2 separate regions of the Hordeum vulgare genome follow, and region 1 is linked to region 2. The links are chromatin contacts, called in public Hi-C maps. All regions are on one chromosome and are shown on one strand. Each heading gives the region's core, a stretch centred on a gene start, on an enhancer-like site or on the middle of the called end of the contact. The rest is flanking DNA. Distances are from core to core; before and after follow the strand shown. Region 1 holds the start of LOC123443588. Region 2 holds the start of LOC123443586 (fimbrin-2-like).

The links. A called contact is a pair of places that touch in the nucleus more often than the background predicts.
Region 1: a contact with region 2 is called in a Hi-C map of seedling, with 6 times the contacts expected there. The contact joins the promoter of LOC123443588 here to the promoter of LOC123443586 in region 2. A contact is called at or near these places in 1 of 6 Hi-C or Micro-C datasets (seedling) and 1 of 1 datasets of contacts at active chromatin or transcription factors (embryo).

Annotation. Positions count from the first base shown.
Region 1 is chr3H:237,968,263-237,971,062 of MorexV3_pseudomolecules_assembly, forward strand. LOC123443588 reads left to right here and starts at 1,371. Exons shown (of 2, transcript XM_045120024.1): 1 at 1,371-2,678. The coding sequence starts at 1,472. The coding sequence ends at 2,035.
Region 2 is chr3H:237,648,909-237,651,836 of MorexV3_pseudomolecules_assembly, forward strand. LOC123443586 (fimbrin-2-like) reads right to left here and starts at 1,291. Exons shown (of 13, transcript XM_045120019.1): 1 at 1,171-1,291; 2 at 563-1,092; 3 at 297-468. The coding sequence starts at 1,257.

The sequences.
Region 1 (2,800 bases), core at 121-2,620, 320 kb after region 2:
TTATCTTTCGAATCATTGCATTCTCTGCCCCAATAGTGCCTCCCTTTTTTCGATAAAGGGTGGATTTTATTGGCTCAAAATGGAGCATCAATAGGATACATACAAAAATGGGCACACACCCAACCTCTACATAGCTAGGATGCACACACCTAACCCAACACACACAGGGAAATAGACGAGCGGCTAGCGAAGTCATAAGACCAAAGCAAACATAGGATAGGAAAAAATAATTAAAAAGCCCCAAAGAAAATAGTCCAATAGTGGCTCCCTATGAACCACAAACTACTATCCCTAGAATGCTTCCCATAGATAGCATACGTGTTGTACTTTGGTGCATGCATTGATATAATTGGCCCTACTACTCAAAAAATAGTCTCCACGTTGAGATCTTCACAAGTATTGACTGTTCGCAGATGGTAGCTTCAAACTATGTTACATACAAAGTTCGTCGATGACCAAAGCGCACAGAAAATTACTCCCTTCGTCCCACAATATAAGAACGTTTTGCAAGCTATGTAGCTTGGAAAACGCTCTTATATTGTGGGGTGTGGGATTACAAACCTCTCATGTCACTCAATAAGGGGCGCACATGCATTTCAAAACTGAAATAGGAACATTAGCTGACAATTAAATATGTGTATGTTTAATTAATACCAGTATCATATCAAACTCTTATTTGAACAAATAAGTTTTGGAATTATGAGTGGCACTGTAACAGCCCGGAACCGACACTTCAGAAGATTCCCTTTTTATTTCGTTGTCGTCGTGTGATTTATTTGGTTGTCGCATTCATCATCGCATCATCGGCATTGCATCGGCACTTCGTTGTCGTCATTTTTCAAAATTTGCATCATTCGTTATTAGTTGCCGGTTCTCTCAGTTTTCATCGTTGGCCGTTTTGAGACCAACCACACACGCACGTGCCCACGACACCATTAAAATGTTGTTTTTAAAAGTGTGTATAAAACTTTCTCGGATTAGGTAGAAAGTTGGTGTGCGGTCTTAATATAGTGTAGGTAGACCGCTTCCCAAATTTCATCGCAATCGGAGTCCATGATACCCGAACCGTTAAACCTATATTGGAACTATAGACGGTCTAAATCACCGACGTTTCGGTATTTTAAACTCTGACGCCGGGCTGCCGTTTCCCCTCTCATCTCCGCCTAGCCCTCTGCACAGTGCGCAGACCCTCGCGTACGTCCGATAATTTCTCCAAACCCGAAACCGACGGCCATGAGTGTTGGATCTGGATCATCCCCTAAATACCCCAAACATCATCGGTTTCTCAAATGGACCCCTAACCTATTTTTTTATCGCATCATATGGTCCAAACCTAGCCTAACCCTACTATTTATATACGAAATCTGGATCAATCCCAAACCTAGTCTACCCAATACCCGCGCCTCTGCCACTTCTTGTTTTCCCCGCCTAGCCAGCACGTAGCCTCCCTCCTCCTTATCCAACTATCGCCATGGACGCGTCCAGCTCCTTCTGGAGCCAAATCCAGCACGAGGACCTCTCTCCGCGATCCCCTATCACGTTTCCTCCTTGCTCCACCCTGCAGATCCACGCTCTGCCCATGCTCGAGCTCGGCACCGAGGACCTCCCGCTCGAGCTCGACCGCATCTCCGGCGAACCTCCCTCGTGCCTCGCCCTCATCCTCATGCGCCCTACTGCGACGTCCTCGCCTTCCTCCCGCGTGCAGACACACAAGGGCTCGACCTCCCCTACTCCGAGGTCGCCGGCTACTAGCGCGACCACCAGGAACTGTCGCTCGCGCCCGCGTAGCTGTCGTGGTCTTGCGGCGCTTGTGTCATGGCCGTCGAAGCCGCCGACCGCCGAAGCCTCCTTCCTGCTGGCCGACCGGGTCCACCTCACCTCCGACCAGCCTTTGCCGGAGCAGCCATCCTCGACCGGCCCCCTCGCCACGCCACTGGAGAGGCTCGCTGGTTGGACCCCTCTGCCTTATCGTGCCTCCTGCTTCCTCCCATCCCTGCCTGCTCATACGAGCGCTTCCTCTGCTCGTCGTGTGTAGCGCCACCAACAGTGTCGCTACTCGCCTACCTTGCGTCGCCATCCCCCGCTTGAATAGATGTTGCTTCGCTGTTGCCCGCCTCCTTTGCACCTTCCTCACTATTGTTGTCTCGTTGGCCAAGCCATTATGTTGTTGCATGCCTCCTCTGTTGACAACCAGCCCCGCCGGAGCTCCCCCTTGATTCGCTCGCCGGTGCTTGTTGCTCCGCTCGACAGCCATCGCCAGTTGTTGTCATGCCTTGTTGCATTCGGTTGTGTACGGTCCTTCTGGACGCGGTTTTTCTACAGCGCGTTGCGTTCACAGCGGCAATCCCAGCCGCTAGCGTGCGTGTGAGGATCAACGCCACATGCAGGCAAGTACAGTGCGGGACCATGCATGCGGCTCGTATTGTTATGTATAGCGTTTTACCCGGTCATCCAGCCCACCGTATTCCACTCTTATGGGCCCTCCCAGGTTCTCTCATGTCAATGCAAAAAAAAAAGGTTCTCTCATGTGACCCCACCTTCCCATTATCCCTTCTCTATCACCTGAGGACAAGAAGCTCTGCTTGTTCCGCAGCAATGGCGACGAGGAGCGGCTACACCGGAGAAGGAGGAAGCTCAATCATGTCCACGGGAGTGTCGAATCAAGCGAAGCTCTTCAGGTTAGTTGTTCTATTTGTTCCTTTCCCCCTTTCCCCTTTTTTTGATTTTCAGATCCTGTTTGCTTAAACTCGATCCCCACCTCATATTCAGCACGTCCACGATATAGAGGGCGAACTGCCTG
Region 2 (2,928 bases), core at 41-2,540:
CCGGCCACACAAGAGTCGACCGCATCAAATCCGACCACACAAGAACTGGAAAATGCATTTAACCCTGTCATTCAAACACCACCTTTGGCTAGAGTTAGTTCACGGTTAGTCACGAGTTAAAAACTAACTCTAACCTCTAGCCAAGTTAGAGTAACCAAACAGGGCCAAGTATCCAAGTAAAAAAGAATCGACTGAAAAGGTCAACTTTTTTTTTTTGAGGGAAGGTCACCTTTATTATAAATAAGTAACGCGACTTGCAAGAAAAGCAAGAAAAATAGAAACAGGGAGAGTCCTACCCTCCCCTCTGCCAGATCCTGCGTGCCGATATTGACAACAGTGCAGCCGATGGCCTTGGCAGAGTTGAGACAGAGGGTGTGGTTCTCGTTTTTCTCCCACAAGTTAAGCAGCCTCTTGGTGTTGATAGCACGTTCGTCGATCGTCCCTGGCACGGCCAAGTTGATGAGCTTACTGGACCAAAAAGCCGAAAAGGTTAGGAATCAGATCAGAGCAAAAAATAAAACCATTAGATCGAAAGCATAAATTTGAATGGTCAGGACCGCACCATAGCAACACGCCGTCTTTAGTGAGGTGGAAGAGCTGGTCGGTGGCCGGATCGACGGGTAGCGCGTTCTTGAGGAACGGATCCTCGGCGAGGTAGGCATTGATGTGGCCCACGTAGGAAGCCTTTTCGGATTCGCTGATGGTGTGCAGCAGCGTCGTGGTGGATGCCGTGAGGAAGGCGGCTGATGAGGAGGAGGACCGCTTAATGCCTTGGCCGCCATCGCGCTCGCGCGCCTTCTTCCCGCCCTTGAGCCGCAGCTGCATCTCGGCGTAGACACGCAGGAAGAGCTCAAAGTTGACGTCGAGCTGCGGTTTGTCGTCGGGGCGGGAAACAGCCTTGAGCACAGAAGACCACTCCTCGTCGGTGAGCACCGGCTCGGGCGGCGAGCTATTCTCTTTCCCGGCGCCCCCGCGCACTGCTCCCCCTTCACCGCCGGCGGTAGCCGTGGGGCTCCCGAGGCCGGTCAGCGCGGCCGGGAGGTCCCGCAGCCGCAGCCTGCCGGTAGGCGCCGTGTCCCGCAGCCCCGCGTACTAGCAAACAAGATCGAAAAACGCAGTCACAAACACCACCGTCAGTGCCAAGGAAGACGAAGGGCAGAGAGCGCGTACCTGGGCCTGGAGCGCGCGGAGGTCCGCCTGCGTGAAGCGGCGCTGCAGGTAAGGATCGGACACGACGACCAGCCCGTCGAATCCCATCGAATCCCGGTGCTCCGACGGCGGCAGCTCCGAGTCCGCAGGCGGGCGGGCGGGCGGGCGGGCGGCGTTAGGTGGGATGCGCGAGTCGAGACGGTGGCCAGTGTCTGAGGTGGAGCGTTGGTTCAAACTAAAGAAGAGGATGGGATGGATGATTAAGGAGGGTCCCAGTTCGTAGTAAAAAAAAAAAAGAGGAGTGTGGAGCTTTGATGAGAGAGAGTGGACAGAGCAGGGTAGGGAATTCAAATCTTCCCGAGTCACTGCCTGGCAGAGCCCAGCGAGCTGGTCCCCGACCGTTGCTGTTCGTGAAAGCGGAAGTACCAGGAGAGGAGGTTGGATACCACTCACTCTCACACTACAGTTGCTACTGGGGGATGTCACTAATTGAGATTCCAGCTAATGCTCCTTAAGGTTGCAAGCTGTGGCTAATGTTGGAGTCAAAATGCAGTCCTTTGATAGTTGTGCTGCTACACAGTTGCGGCTTGTACTGAAACGTGCTGAAATGATCTAATGCCTTTGGTTGTTTTCAAGATTGGCATTAAGCGATAACTATACCTTTAATGACTCGATTACGAGCTGTTTTCGTTCCGCCCTTGCAAGGTACTCCCTTCGTCCGAAAAGGTTGTCGTCAACCTAGTTCATGTGTAATCTTGTCAAAAATCTTTATCCTCTTAAATCTGTTGCTACTCAACTCAGTCTGCTTCTTGAACCTCCCGTCATCGCTGCACCGCACGCCCACCCACCGTCTCCTATACGAACCATGCGCCTCATCCGCCGTAGGGCTCATCCGACGACGAAGGACCGCCTCCCCTGTCGTCCACCTGTGCCGCGGCCGCCAATTTGTGCTGCTCCTCGTTAACTACGCGCACCTCAACGAGCGACGGCTCCACGACTGACGGGGAGCGACACCTCGACGGGCACCAGCTCCATGGCTAACAAGCGACACCTCCTCGTCGTCCACGACTGCTTCCTCGTGCCTAACGCAGCCACCCACTCCGGTGCGGGACCTGCGCCACCGCCCACCTGCTCCTACGTGGCGACCACCTCGACGGACGACGGTTCTACGGGTGAAGGATGATGTCCCGTCGCTATCCCCTCCCTCTGCAATCCCTCCTACAACCCAGGGCTATGCCGCCCTCCAACAGCCCAGGACTGCGCCGCCGTGATGCCCTTGTGACGCCCAGGGCATGCACCGTCGCCCGGACCTGCGTGCGCCTCGATCTCAAGCGCGAGACCTGGAGCTCCCGGTGGACCTTGACCCCGAGCTCCCAGCGGAAATACATCCTCAAGCTCAACCTCCTGCCGCTCCATGTTCATCGGGAAGAAGATCCTGCCCATTATCAGATTAGTTTCCTGTTTATCTTTTGGAACTATAAAACTTAGCGGTGATCAGTTCGGTGAACATTTTAGATCCACTGCTTGTTTATGATCAGTTGATGCTTTAGTGGCCAAGAAGTTCAACAGTGATTAGTTTTCAATTGTGATCAATAAAGAGTGATGTGATTCTGAACTAGAGAGTTCTAGATTACAAAAAAAATCAGTTAGAGCCACTCCTTGCAAAAAAAATCGTGAGAGCCACTGCTTCCTTGTTAGTTAAACTCTGAACCGTAGTTGGACCTGTTTTCTCGGTTCTTTTGTTTCCGCCAGGAATAAGGCGCAGAGACCGCTACTTGT